Regions from separate parts of the Mus musculus genome. Here regions 1 and 3 are each linked to region 2. Evidence: chromatin contacts called from public HiChIP or PLAC-seq and promoter capture Hi-C data. All regions are on one chromosome and are shown on one strand. The core of a region is the stretch at or near the end of the contact, and the rest is flanking DNA. Distances in the headings are between cores, read along the strand shown. Region 1 holds the start of Cln6 (ceroid-lipofuscinosis, neuronal 6). Region 2 holds the start of Coro2b (coronin, actin binding protein, 2B). Region 3 overlaps Glce (glucuronyl C5-epimerase).

What was found. Promoter capture Hi-C pulls out the DNA fragments that hold promoters and counts their contacts. HiChIP or PLAC-seq counts read pairs in DNA pulled down with a chosen protein or histone mark.
Region 1: a promoter capture Hi-C map of the SN4741 cell line shows a contact between it and region 2, with 4 times the contacts expected there. The contact joins the promoter of Cln6 here to the promoter of Coro2b in region 2. A contact is called at or near these places in 2 of 39 promoter capture datasets (the 3T3-L1 cell line and the SN4741 cell line).
Region 3: an H3K4me3 HiChIP or PLAC-seq map of bone marrow-derived macrophages shows a contact between it and region 2, with 5 times the contacts expected there. The contact joins the enhancer-like site here to the promoter of Coro2b in region 2. A contact is called at or near these places in 1 of 39 promoter capture datasets (liver), 5 of 484 Hi-C or Micro-C datasets (the N1E-115 cell line, embryonic fibroblasts, embryonic stem cells and 1 more), 1 of 115 datasets of contacts at active chromatin or transcription factors (bone marrow-derived macrophages) and 1 of 9 other capture datasets (adipose tissue).

Annotation. Positions count from the first base shown.
Region 1 is chr9:62,836,985-62,840,978 of GRCm38.p6, reverse strand. Cln6 (ceroid-lipofuscinosis, neuronal 6) reads right to left here and starts at 2,194. Exons shown (of 7, transcript NM_001033175.3): 1 at 2,025-2,194. The coding sequence starts at 2,098.
Region 2 is chr9:62,534,525-62,538,852 of GRCm38.p6, reverse strand. Coro2b (coronin, actin binding protein, 2B) reads left to right here and starts at 1,809. Exons shown (of 12, transcript NM_175484.3): 1 at 1,809-2,200. The coding sequence starts at 2,186. It overlaps Gm39352 (a long non-coding RNA gene), which reads left to right. Exons shown (of 4, transcript XR_870833.1): 3 at 65-572; 4 at 727-972.
Region 3 is chr9:62,056,634-62,060,464 of GRCm38.p6, reverse strand. It overlaps Glce (glucuronyl C5-epimerase), which reads left to right. Exons shown (of 5, transcript NM_033320.5): 5 at 1-3,221. The coding sequence ends at 454. Among named protein-coding and RNA genes, the nearest start is that of Paqr5, 32 kb to the right of the region's middle. Within about 2 kb of position 2,129, at least 34 of the 459 cell types and tissues checked have an H3K27ac peak or open chromatin away from gene starts, as enhancers often do. A contact at or near this core is called in bone marrow-derived macrophages, where this site is marked.

The DNA.
Region 1 (3,994 bases), core at 945-3,444, 300 kb before region 2:
TCCCAGGCTGAGCCCCCTCCCCCCAGGCCACGTTGGTTCTAGGCCCCCATCAGGAGCGACAGACTGAATGGAGGAGGATATCGGCTTGGCGAAAGCCAATGCCAGTCCAGGTAACCTGAGGCAAGCCCAGCCTTTGCTCCTGCTCCCCTCCTCAGCTTCCCAAGTCTACCACGGGGCGGGGGGCACTGACACCTCGACAGCTGGGAAGCCAGGACCAGGCAGCAGCATCTGCAAGCCTGGGGGGCAGAAAGGCAAAGGGCTTGTCTAGAGAGTTGTGTACGGGGAGTAGAGAGAAGGGCTCCGGACATTTCAACAAAAATGAAGACGTGCAGACAAACAATGAGGAAAAAAAGAAAAGGTCCCAGAGACGGCTGTGGTGGCACTCACCTTATAGCACTCAGGAGGCAGAGGCAGGTGGATCTCCAAGTTTGAGGCCAGCCTGGTTCTACAGATGGAGTTCCAGGACAGCCAGGACTATGTAATAGAGTCCCTGTCTAAACACAAAAAGCAAAGACAGCTTAAATAATGTAAACACTGTAGCGTCGATGGACAGATAACAGGTAGAACAACCGTGACAGCCACAAATATGGAAGATGGTTTTGATCCCCTTAGTGCCGGGGGCAGCTTGTGGAATGTCTGCTGAACTTGTAGAAGGTTTTTGGGCGTTTTACAGCCTGAGCCTCAGTCTGGTCAGGCACCTCCTTACTGCACACTGGACCACTTCCTTATCAGTCAGAGATGATGACCTAATACTTAGAGTATAGGGACCCTCAAGTGACAAGAAGCTGCTCAATAATGTGCCTAAGGGCAAATCTGCCCTGATGACGTGTATATACAAACTAAGATGGCTACCCTGTGACTACGCCACGGAGAGCTCATAGGATGACCACCAGGTAGAAATGTTACCAGAGGCAGCACAGCACATGCTCAGAGAATTGCTCCCCAGTCGGAACTATGAAAAGGCTGCCCTCAACCCAGTCTCCCAGAACTTCCCCCACCATTCCAAACAGTGCCAGGGACTTCCTAAAATTCACCTGGTGCACATGAGTGCTCAAATCTCTCCACGGCTCTTTGGTACCTGTGGCATATGGAATATACATTTTTACCAGGTCACTCAGGTGAGGAAGGTAAGGGGTCTTTCCTGCTCAAAGTGAACAGCCTCCCCACCCAGAGTAGGTGCCTCCTCCAACTTCAGACTCTAGGGCCTTCTCGGCCAACTCTGGGACATTCAGGGCACTTTAAAGTTGGTCCAGCCCCTGTCGTTGATTTTCTCTTACACGTGTGACATGTCCAACACTAGTATGTATAGTCCTTGTGTTTCCTCACATCCTTCCACTGTCTACCATGTCCAGTTTCTGTGGCCTGGGAAGAACCACGACTTCCTGCATGCTATGCAGTCACTACCAACTGGATTACATCCCCCTAGAAACCTGCCTCTGCCTCCTGAGTGATGGGGTTAAAAGCATTGCCACCATGCCCGGCAGTAAGTGTCTGTCCTCTGCAGAGTCTTGTACTGTTCAACTCCAGAAAGCCCTCCAGAATTAGCTGTCACCTGCTTTGGCTCAGACTTTCCTGTTTGCCATCTGGCACAACGCTAGGCACATGACAGGTGTTTAATCAATACATGTGACAGGCGGGAATGCTTTGGTCAGTGGAGCGGATGGAGGCAGACTGGAGGAAAAGATGAAAGGGCGGGTTTTGCGCCTCTGGCTCTGCCCTGTCGAGCCAGATAAACCCCAAACATCTCCCCTCTGAGGGAAGGGGTCTCTCATTCAGGATGGGAGAGTCACGCTGTCCCCGGTTAACGGCCCACTTTCCCTGGGCCCTGAGCCACCGGATTCAGAGCAGAGTCACAGTCTTGCCCAGAGCAGGAGGTTCCTAAAAACTTGGAAGTGGCACAGGGACTCAGCCAGGCTGGCCGGGGTGGCCCCCGAGTAGCCTATCCCTGCGGTTTCCTTAACCCTGGCGAGGTCTCTCAAACTCTGGGGCCCCTCGCGGCCTCCCTGTCCCCGCTCCGCGCGCACCTGGCCTGCACGAACGCGACACCGGGGCCGCCCGCCGCTCCGAGGAGCTGCCGCCTCCGCGTCGCCGCCTCCATGGCCGCCACGCTCGGCCTCGCCTTCCGGGAGGAGAGACGGCTGCGCGGGCCGCGCGGAGCCTCGGCGCCCAACGCGGGGAAGGCTGGGCGGGAGAGAGGGAAGCGAGCGCGGGGCCCCAGGGCGGGCGGGAGGGGAGGGGAGGAGCTGGAGGCTGGAGGGGAGGAGGGAGGAGAGAAGCTGGAGGAAAGAGCAGGGGGAGAACTGGTGAAGGGAGGAGGATAGGGAGGGGCTTGGGGCAAGACCGGAGAGGAGGATGGAGTGTGGGGAGGAGGGAGGAGGAATGAGAGAGCGGAGGTGGAGGGAGACAGCTGGAGGGCGTGTTTTGTTTGAGAAGGAGGGGCCTAACTTATGTCCCAGAGGTCTTGGGTCTTAGTTGAATCTGCACTCCAGTGGGGAAGCCTGGCGTCTTGTTTGTTTGTTTGTTTGCTTGCTTTTGTTTTTTTCCTGGGTTCTCTGCATTTCTGCAGGAAGGAAGCCTTGCCTAGCCGGGCTTGAGGGTACTGGACGAAGGTGAACCGGGGACCTGGAATGACCAAGCTGTGAGGTCATCAGAAGACCCGGGGTCTTTGAGCCCTCCTTCCTCAGATTAAAGACTGCTCGATAAACTATCCACTGTGCTTTGATAGGTGAAGAGAATAGTGAATTCTCTCCTAGTTGGAGGACAACGAGGTGGTCCAGAATCCAGTCCTGGCGTTGGGGAAAGACACACACCCCTTCCTCATTCAATTGTGTTAAGAACCTCGTAAGTTCTGTGCAGGAACCTATGAGCCCTGTTCAGAAGCGCTTCTGTTCGTAGCTTCTGGTAATGGTGGAGGAAGTTCTGAGGGTTGTGTAGCCATAGAGGCAGTAAGGCCAAACAGGCATCACAGGAAGGATAGCTGACAGAGAAGTATGAACTGGAGACAGGAAAGAGCTCCAGGCAGAGGGAACGGCCAGAATTCCCCACACACCCACCCCTCCTCCTCCCACACCCTGTCCAGAGACTAGCTGGTATGGAGGAGTGGAAAGTTGTGTGAGAACCACGCTGCTCAGGGGAGTGAGAGACTGGCTGAGATGGGGGAGAGAGGGGTTTAGATTGGAGCCCCCAATCCCTGAGAACCTCAGGAAGGGCCCTGGCAAGAGACTGGCATATGTGTGCATTTCAGGCACAGCCCAGAGGCAGAACCAGAGATGGAGGAGGTGCAGCCTGTCGGGTACCAAGTTCTAATGAGGGTCCTGGACTGTATCAGTAAAGGGGGGTTGGGGGTGAGACATGCCCAGTGGTGTGGGAGCTATCTTCTTCGGATGCATGGCTGTAAGGGGAGAGGAGTTTAGATGTGACCAGGCGCTGCATCTAAGTGGGTGGAGCAAGCACAGGTAAATGAGACGTCATCTTTGGACCCACGAAGCTTTGGTTGGGTCAGGATGCTGTTGGACCCATGGGTGTGAAGCTCAGACGCCATGTCGGTCGGTAGGAGCCTGGCAGATAGATTGAGCCGCAGGAACATAGATGGCATCCAGAACCCAAGGAGACAATGTCCCAATGAGAAAAGAGAACAGAAGCCAAACATGAGAAGTATCTGCAAGGCACACTGTCTGGGGACCAGTGTCACAGAGGTCAGATAAATTGCTCGGCCTCTCCCAGACTCAGTTTACTCATCTGTAACAAAGGGTGAGCTATTTCATCTATAGCTTTGAGAAATGCATGAGCCTCTTGCAGACTATCTGGCTCTGTTGGGCTGGTTTTGTTGGAGAGCATGTATGCGTTCATGCACTTGTACATGTGTATGCGTGGTGTGGTGTGTGTGTGCACTCGTGTGTGGTGATTGTGTGATCTTGGAGATTGTGCACATGTACAGGCAGGTGCATGTGGAAGCCAGAGGTCTTCACTGGGTGTCTGTCTTGGTTGTTTCTCT
Region 2 (4,328 bases), core at 560-3,059:
TCCTTCCTCCTCTGCCTTTATTTTTGTTGTAATTGAGACAGGGTCTCTCTCTCTCTGAACCCAGGGCTCATTGGTTAGCTAGACAGGCTGGGCTGCAAGTTCCAGGGACCATCTTACCTTCACCTGATTCACACTGAGAATACAGGTATGCACTGCAATACTTAGCTGGGGATTTGAACTCAGGGCCTCAGGCTTCCCTGGCAAGCACTTTCACTGACTAATCCAATCTCCCCCGCTCCATACATCATCCTTGATTTGTTCCTGGTGACATTAAACTTTTCCTGGAGCCTTATGCATACTGGGCAAGCACCCTATCATTGAGATGCAGTGTGTGTGTGTGTGTCTCTGTGTGTGTGTGTGTGTGTGTGTGTGCTATGTACATGCTTGTGATGGCCAGAAGTCCACAATGGGTATCTTTCTCAAACATTCTTTGCCTTTAGTTTCGTTATTGTTGAGACAGGGTCATGCAGGAAGATAAATCATACCCAGGGGCCAGCTAGCTCCCTGCTGTACTGTCCCATGTGGAGACAACCCAGAGACTCTGAACTAAGTGTACAGTGGTTGGATGTCAGGTAAGGATGGGGTTCAGAGAATGAAGCCGGCATTTCTGGGGCGGGTGGGGGGGGGGTGAGGCAGTAAAGACTTGAGGCCTGGCATGACTACACCTAGGAGGGGTCTGGCGCAGAGCCAATGCCTGAGGCCTGAAGCTACATCTGCTCTCCCTAGAGACCTAGTAAAGTTGCTGCAAGGCCCCTGGAGACGGACAGGTGTTTATACCCTTCCCAAGATGCAGAAGAAGTTCAAAGATGGCAGCAGCTGTGGAGGAACTCTGTAACTCACAGACACAAGTCCTGGCTCTGTCACTGTGTCAGACCAGGTACGTCCCCCCACGAAATCTGCTCATTCTTAGGGATGCCCCCCCAAAAAACCCAAAACACCAACAAAAACTAAGATAAAACAAAACAAAAAAAACTGTAAATAAAAATATCGGGATCTATGCCAAAGCACTTTATAGTAGTTGTCACTGTGTGTAGTACTGTTCTAGAAATACAGCTGCGGAATGGAGCAGGCATCCTACCTCCCTGTTCCTGCACCTTCCTCCGGGGCAGGTGCTCACACTGGACTGCAGTGAAGAAACTCTGAGAGCAGGTGGCACACTTCAGAACCCCCGGGGGGGGGGGGGAGAGAGAGAGAGAGAGAGAGAGAGAGAGAGAGAGATGCTCCAAATACCTCATTCCCTCCTCCCTTCTCTGTGGTTGCAGCGGCTCCTTATCTGTCCAAACCGGTTTTGCCCAGGTACTCGCATGGCCATATTCAGGCAATTGTACTTGAAATTCCTGCAGCTGCTACAGGGTGTAGGTAACCTGGCTGGGATTTGCCTAGAGCAACTGTACCTGTCATCTCCCCAGTGATGTGAACACTCTTGAGGAGGGTCGGTCCTGCCTCTCTTACAGAGAGCTCCCCCTGTGTCCCTATAACTATAGAACGCAGGATCTGCAAAGGAAACCTCTAAGAAGCTTGCCACCAAGCAGAGAGCCTCTGGGCGAGTCTGGCGAGCCAACTGGGCCCAATGCCCCTCTGTCTAAGTACTTTACACTCAAGTCCTGCCACTTCCTATGTAACATGGACCACATTGGCCTTAGGCGAGCTCATCACTGAGATGCGAAGGAGTGCTTCCACGAGCCCTCCTGGCCACCCTGAACTCGTGTGGCAGCTGCGGGACCCGTAGCGGGTGGACTTTGGGAACCTCCAGGGGGCGACCAGCCCTGGGAAGGCATCTCCGGCCGCGCGCCGCGCCCGTCCAGCTTGTGACTTCACCGGGCGCCCGGAGCCAACGCGGCACCGAAGGCCGGGTCCCCGCCCACGGCCCCGGCCGCAGGTGCCAGGAGCCCGAGGGGGCAGCGCCTGGACGCGCGGGGCTGGGGACCGTCAGGCGCCCGGACTGCACTCCCGCCTCTGCCTCCGCCTCCTCTTTGTAGCGAGTCCCCGGTCGGTCCTCCCCGCCCCCCGCGCGGCCCGCCGCCCGCCTTTCTTCCTGCCTCGCCTTCCTGCGGCGCGGCGGCCTCATCTATTATAGATGCTCGGCCGCGGCTGACATCAGCCAGCGGCCTCCCGAGCGCGCGGTCCCCAGCCCGGCCCAGCCGCCTGCCGCCGCCCGCGCCCAGCCCCACCGCCCGCTTTCTGTATGACTGTCACAAAGGTAAGCAGCGCAGATCGTCGCCACGCTGGGGACCCGCGGGTGCTACAACCCCCCGGGCAGGGACTTGAGGGGCTTAGGAAGGGATCGCGCGCGCGCGCGCGCTCCAGCTCCCAGGAGTCGCTCGGCCCCCAGGGGACTACGGGATGCCGGGAGGGGATGCTCCTTTGCAGCTATCCTGGACGGTGTGGACCACATCACTGTGCGCCCCGGGACTGCATTTTTAACTCTTGTGGAAGGTGCTGCAATTTTAACCCCTGGAAAGCTGCTTCGGGCTGGCTGGCGCTCTGGGTGTCTGTCCCTCAGTGTCACGCGCCGTAAGGACTGAGGGATCCATGCTGATGATGCAGGGATGGGCTGGCCATGCTAGTCAGACACACAAGGGAGCTGAACCCCACCTGCCTGTCTTTGCCATTTACCCCAGAAGCCTGGGCCTGACTCCAAAGCTACCCTGTAGAGGCGCTGCCGGATCCCTGAGTGGCTGCCAGAGACAGGGAAGGTTCTACTGCATGGGGTGGGATGGGCAGGGAGTGTGACAGAGAGGAGCAGGTAGGCATCCTGGCAGACCCCAGTTTGGAAGAGGTTCTTGGACTTGTCACAGGAGCCCGGGTTTGTTGAAGAACTTTTTTGGGGACGTCTTCCCTGCCAATGGAAGAATGGAGTTAAGAGGAGAGACCGTTGGGGCAGTGGGATAAGCCCTGGGCCAAGGCAGATTTGAGTCTCTCTACGGAGAAGGGCTAGGCCTAGTTTGGGCTTAGGTTTCCTTTTCTGCAATGGGATAAGATGAGCCTTGGTAGTGGTGGGACAAACAAGTGAAGAGTATGAACTGTACTCTTCCCAGGTTCTGTTGGAGTGCTGACCTCACACCCTGGCATCGGCCTTAGCCGTGGATTTGGCCGTCTATACACCTTAGGCCAGACTCCATCTTTCCCAGATGCTCAGCTGGCTCTCACAGCTGAGGAGGTAGAAGCCAAGCAGGCCAGGCAGCCTGCTGTGGTCAAAGCCTTACAGAAAGGCTGGGCGGTCCATTCTAGACCCTTCTAATAAGCTCCTTACCCCAGCGACTTGCTCAGCCCGGCTCGGACTTCACTTCAGACCTTGTCATTGCCCTCAGTTCTGGGACTTGGGAGCTGTATGAGAATGATAACCTGAGGGCTCGGGGCGGATGTGCCTGGCCTTAACTTTGTCAAGCTAGCTATATCAAGCGGCAGGGTGCTTAGTGCTCTTAAATGAGCATAAATGCAGCTGGGCAGAGATGTGTTGTTATGGAGATTGTAAATGCCAAAGCTTCAGGCAGGTGGGGGCTGAGGAGCAATTCATGGGCCGGGTGGGAGCATAAGTGTTAAGGCTGAAGATGACCTTGCAAGGACTGACCCTGCAACCTCTCCTGTCTATGCACACGGATTCAGACAACTTTTCTCCCTTGAAGGTAAAACTGTTTAACTGAGGAAAAAGCTGAGATTCGGAGAGGTGAGGTGACTTGCCTAAGGTCACATAGCTAATATAAGTATGGCAGGATTCGGGTTTACCCTCAAGTCTGTCTCAGTCTCCTGCTGAGCCATCAGTCTGTATGACTGGGTGTGGGGCTTCCACAGCAGAGGGACACTGTCTGGGGGCCTAGGATGGTGAGATGGTGGAAGTGGGGCCCACGTAGCCCACTGTCAGACCTTCCCTTAGGTACGCGAGGATTATTTTCTAACACTCTGACACCTCCCTGCCCAGCCCCCAACGAACCCTTCCGTGTGTCTCTTGTCTCCTGCCGAAACCAAGGTGGCTTTGGCTTAAGCCAGATCAGAGGATTAAATAAAATCCCCACTTTAACCCTGTTTTCTCTCTACGCCAGGCCTGTATGGCACAACCCCAGTCCTGTACAGCACAGGGAGTCCCTACTGAACAAGGCTCTTCCATTGCCCCAAGAGTTAGAAGACATGGCCTCTAGGTGTCCTAGGCTGGCCACTAACTGGCTGTGTGACCTTAGACCAGTCATTTCTCTCCTCAGGCTTTGGGCAAGTGTTGGTTCCAATGAGCCATGTCTTCTGCTCTAACAAGGTATACTTGGGGACTGTGATCCGGGGGGTGGTCCTGTTACAGACTAAAGAGGAGAACCCACAAAGAATGTGGGAGATGGAGT
Region 3 (3,831 bases), core at 880-3,379, 480 kb after region 2:
CAGTTCAGCTTTAAGGGCAACAGCCCCATACAAGTTTCCGTCAGAGCAGCATGGAGTTAAAGCCGTGTTCATGAATAAACATGACTGGTATGAAGAATATCCAACCACACCTAGCTCTTTTGTTTTAAATGGCTTTATGTATTCTTTAATTGGGCTGTATGACCTAAAAGAAACAGCAGGGGAGACACTTGGGAAAGAAGCAAGGTCCTTGTACGAGCGCGGCATGGAATCTCTTAAAGCCATGCTGCCCTTGTATGATACTGGCTCCGGGACCATCTATGACCTCCGCCACTTCATGCTTGGCATTGCTCCCAACCTGGCCCGCTGGGACTATCACACCACCCACATTAACCAGCTGCAGCTGCTCAGCACCATCGATGAGTCCCCAATCTTCAAAGAATTTGTCAAGAGGTGGAAAAGCTACCTTAAAGGCAGTAGGGCAAAGCACAACTAGAGCTCGAAACCAAAAGTGCATTCCAGCCTCTTCTGTGTCGCTCAGCAGCAGAGCTCAGCAGCACGTCGCACACTTTAAATGCTGTGTTCTGGGTTTGTGGGTCACAGCACTGTAAGAAGAGACCCTTAAAGTTAGTCTTCTGAAACAGTTGCATTCCACGGGGCAGGTGCTTAGAAAGGTATCGAGGAGAGCGCTCTGTCAGTGCACTGAACCAAGACCTCTGCCCTCTCATCATGTAGGCCTCCATGCAGAGTCACTCTCAGTCTGAGGAAGATACTGGTAAGTCACTGCTGCTAGCCTGCTGCCCAGCACTTACCTAAAACTTAGTATGGAGTGCTTTTAAAATGTGATTATTTATATTTATACTGAAAGCAGGCTTTTAGAAATCAGTGTGCTGTATTACAGTAAATGTGTGCGTATAGCCTGGATCGTGGACTTTTTTAAGTGTTTCTTTCCCATAGGTTCATTTCTTGAGAGGGAGTGAGCATTTGTTGCATTTGTTCAATTATATATGGAAAATATTTTGAATTATGGTTTTCTTGAACTCTGTATATCTAAACACAGCCCGTGTTCAGGTTTCACGGTCACATACATAAGCACAACTGAAATGAAACTTGTTGACTGCACAAGAAGTCACAGACATGCTGTGTTTTATGAAACGGTCTACAATCAGTCAAAGTTTGATAATCGTCTTCCCCACGTCTGCTCTAGTGCAGTGTGTCTGTATCACTATCTAGAAGGCTGCATTTCATTTCATACTATCCTTTAGTAGTCCTGTCCAATGAGAGGACATTACACAGAATATTAATTATAAGCCTAAACTTGTGACAGACTTGATGCTTTGAAATTGACCATTGGTACCTCCTCCTTAAAAGAGAAGTGTCGTGTTCAGGAGTCACAGTAAAGTCTCTCCTGCCTGGGTTGTCACCATTGCTTTTCACGTCGTTTCTGTCCTTGCTGTTTCTCTGAAGCTTAATTTTGAACGATTCCAGCATTGAAACAGAAAAGATGCTACTGTGTCTGCTGTCTGTGTGCCATCAGATCTGTAAGTGAGTTTCAGAGTCCTCATGCCATGGACAGTGTCTGCTGTAAGGCTCCGGGCATTAGGTAAAAGCAACAGGGATTGGTTTGCTCTGGTTTTTGTTTAGGGTGTGATAATATAGAGACAGTTGGGTAACATAAGCCTCACCCTTTCTAGGAACAAATAATGACACTTATCCATGCTGCTGGTCAGATGCATGTTAAAGGCGAGGTGGGTGATCTGCCCACACACTGTACTTCTGCTGAAAAATACACACACACACAATAATACATATGTAAACTATATCAGCATCAAAGGAGTCAGGAAAGAAGAGCTGTACTGAAGACAATATTAAACTGTTGAAAAATAAACTTAGACTCGCAGTATATATGACCACACCTTACTTCCACCTACAAGGTAGCTAGTGTGGTCAGTCAAACGGCTCCCCAGCTTTTACCTCTGTGGTTCTCACACACGAGGTGTTTCAGCAACATCTGAACATGCACATTTGTCTCAGCAATAAAAGCGAAGACTCCCTTTTATTTTCAGTTCCTATGTTGAAAACAAGCTGGCCCACCTGGGAACACTGTCCACTTCTCAGATTTGTTACTGGAGTGGCCCCGACTTCTGCTTTCTGTTTGCATACTGGTCTTCAGATGAGAGGAGTCAGTGAAATCATCGTGGAACTGATTTTGTGACAAACACCAGTGCCTTACCAATGTGGTTGTCCTTTTCCACTGAAGAGGGAAAGTTGGTTTGTTTGGGTTTGTTTTGGTTTCTGTTTCTGTTTTTGATGTAGAAATGGCAGTTCACTGCTGTTGCTTTTCCACTGCCTTCCACGTTGCAACAGCTACTTGACTTATCTTGTGATCCCAGAATCCCCTAAGAGGTCACACTGAGCCTGTGACAGCACTGTCAGTGCTTGGCTTGTCAGACGTGAGGGAGGATGCCTCTGTGTCACTGGGGGTAACAAAATGAGACTCTGGGTGTGCAGGAATTCTGCCTGTGAAGTGGGATCCACAGCATGTTCGACGGGTGGGAGAACTGGGCATGTATGGAGGAACACTGCCAGGGACCCATGCATTTTTGCCTCCAGAAAACTACAAAGTTCCCTAGGTTTTTAAATCATGTAAATGTTTACTTATCCTGAGTATAGAGAGAATGGGGAGGGTATTTTAATTTTTTGTTGTGATTCTTTTTTTTTTAAGGATATTGGTTTGGTTCACTTCTCTGAGTTAGCTTCCATGTTGAATCTGTCACCATTTCAGTAGTAAAACAGCCAAAAGTTTCTAGAAAAGAGCAGGTTTGACCTTTAGGAGTTACTGTATATAACGGCTTCGTTCAAGAGCCTCACGACATCTGTGAGGTGTGTAGAAATGTCACAAGCACTCTCCAGATGCAGGGCCTCTGTCTTTGTTGGTGTACAGACTCTTACCAAAAGCTGCTGGTTTGTTCTTGTAATTGTTTCCTTGCTTCTCCATTGTACATGTGGGGTATATGCCATGTGTCAAATATGCAATAATGTGTTTACTGGATGCCCTCCTGGAGGGTGGTCCTCTGTAAAGCTGTACAGCCTTTGCAGTTCAAGCACAATGTGCACATGTTAGTTTTATATACAGCAAAACTTGATTTTTTCAAATGGAAAGGTATTTTGTTTCTATACAAAGTTAAATGGGTTGTTTGTGCTTAATGTAAAGCTGCTTTATAAAATTGTAAAATAAAGTTTTTATCTCGAAAAGAAATGTACTTGGATATTTCTCTTCTCTTCTGCTTAGTTTGTGATTATGTGAACCCAATAAGCATTTGGCCAATATTTCTTTGAACCTGAAGACAGGGAACCAGAGTAATCTCGCAGGAGCCTTAGTCTGTGGGGGCCACAGTACACCAGACAGGTTCAGAACAGAAAGGGCTGCACTGCACTTGGTCAGGAACTGAAGCCCACGTCAGGGCTCTAGGGTGAGGACAGGTGGAAGTAGGGAAGGGACAACTTGAGCAAACACTCGGTTACCCCAGCTGGATGTGTGCATGCCCTCCCAGGTTACAGCTGGGAGTTCTGGGCTGCCTGTCATCCTTCTGTACTCTCCTCTGTAGAGTAATCAGCACCACATTGTAGTCTCTGTGGCTTCATTTTACTAAATTCCACACACAAATCTATGCTGGACTCGAGTTGATCACCAGTCAGCTTTTAGCTTTCAGTAGCTCTGCAGGTCTCAGCACAAGGCTGTTCTTCTTTCTTAGAGCTGTCCCTTGTCTTCCACCTTAGTTGAGAAAGAGCTATGTGGTCACAAACAGTCTTGGACCAGAGTGGATCACAAACTACTCTTGCTTTGATTTTGCAGTATATGACAAAATTCAG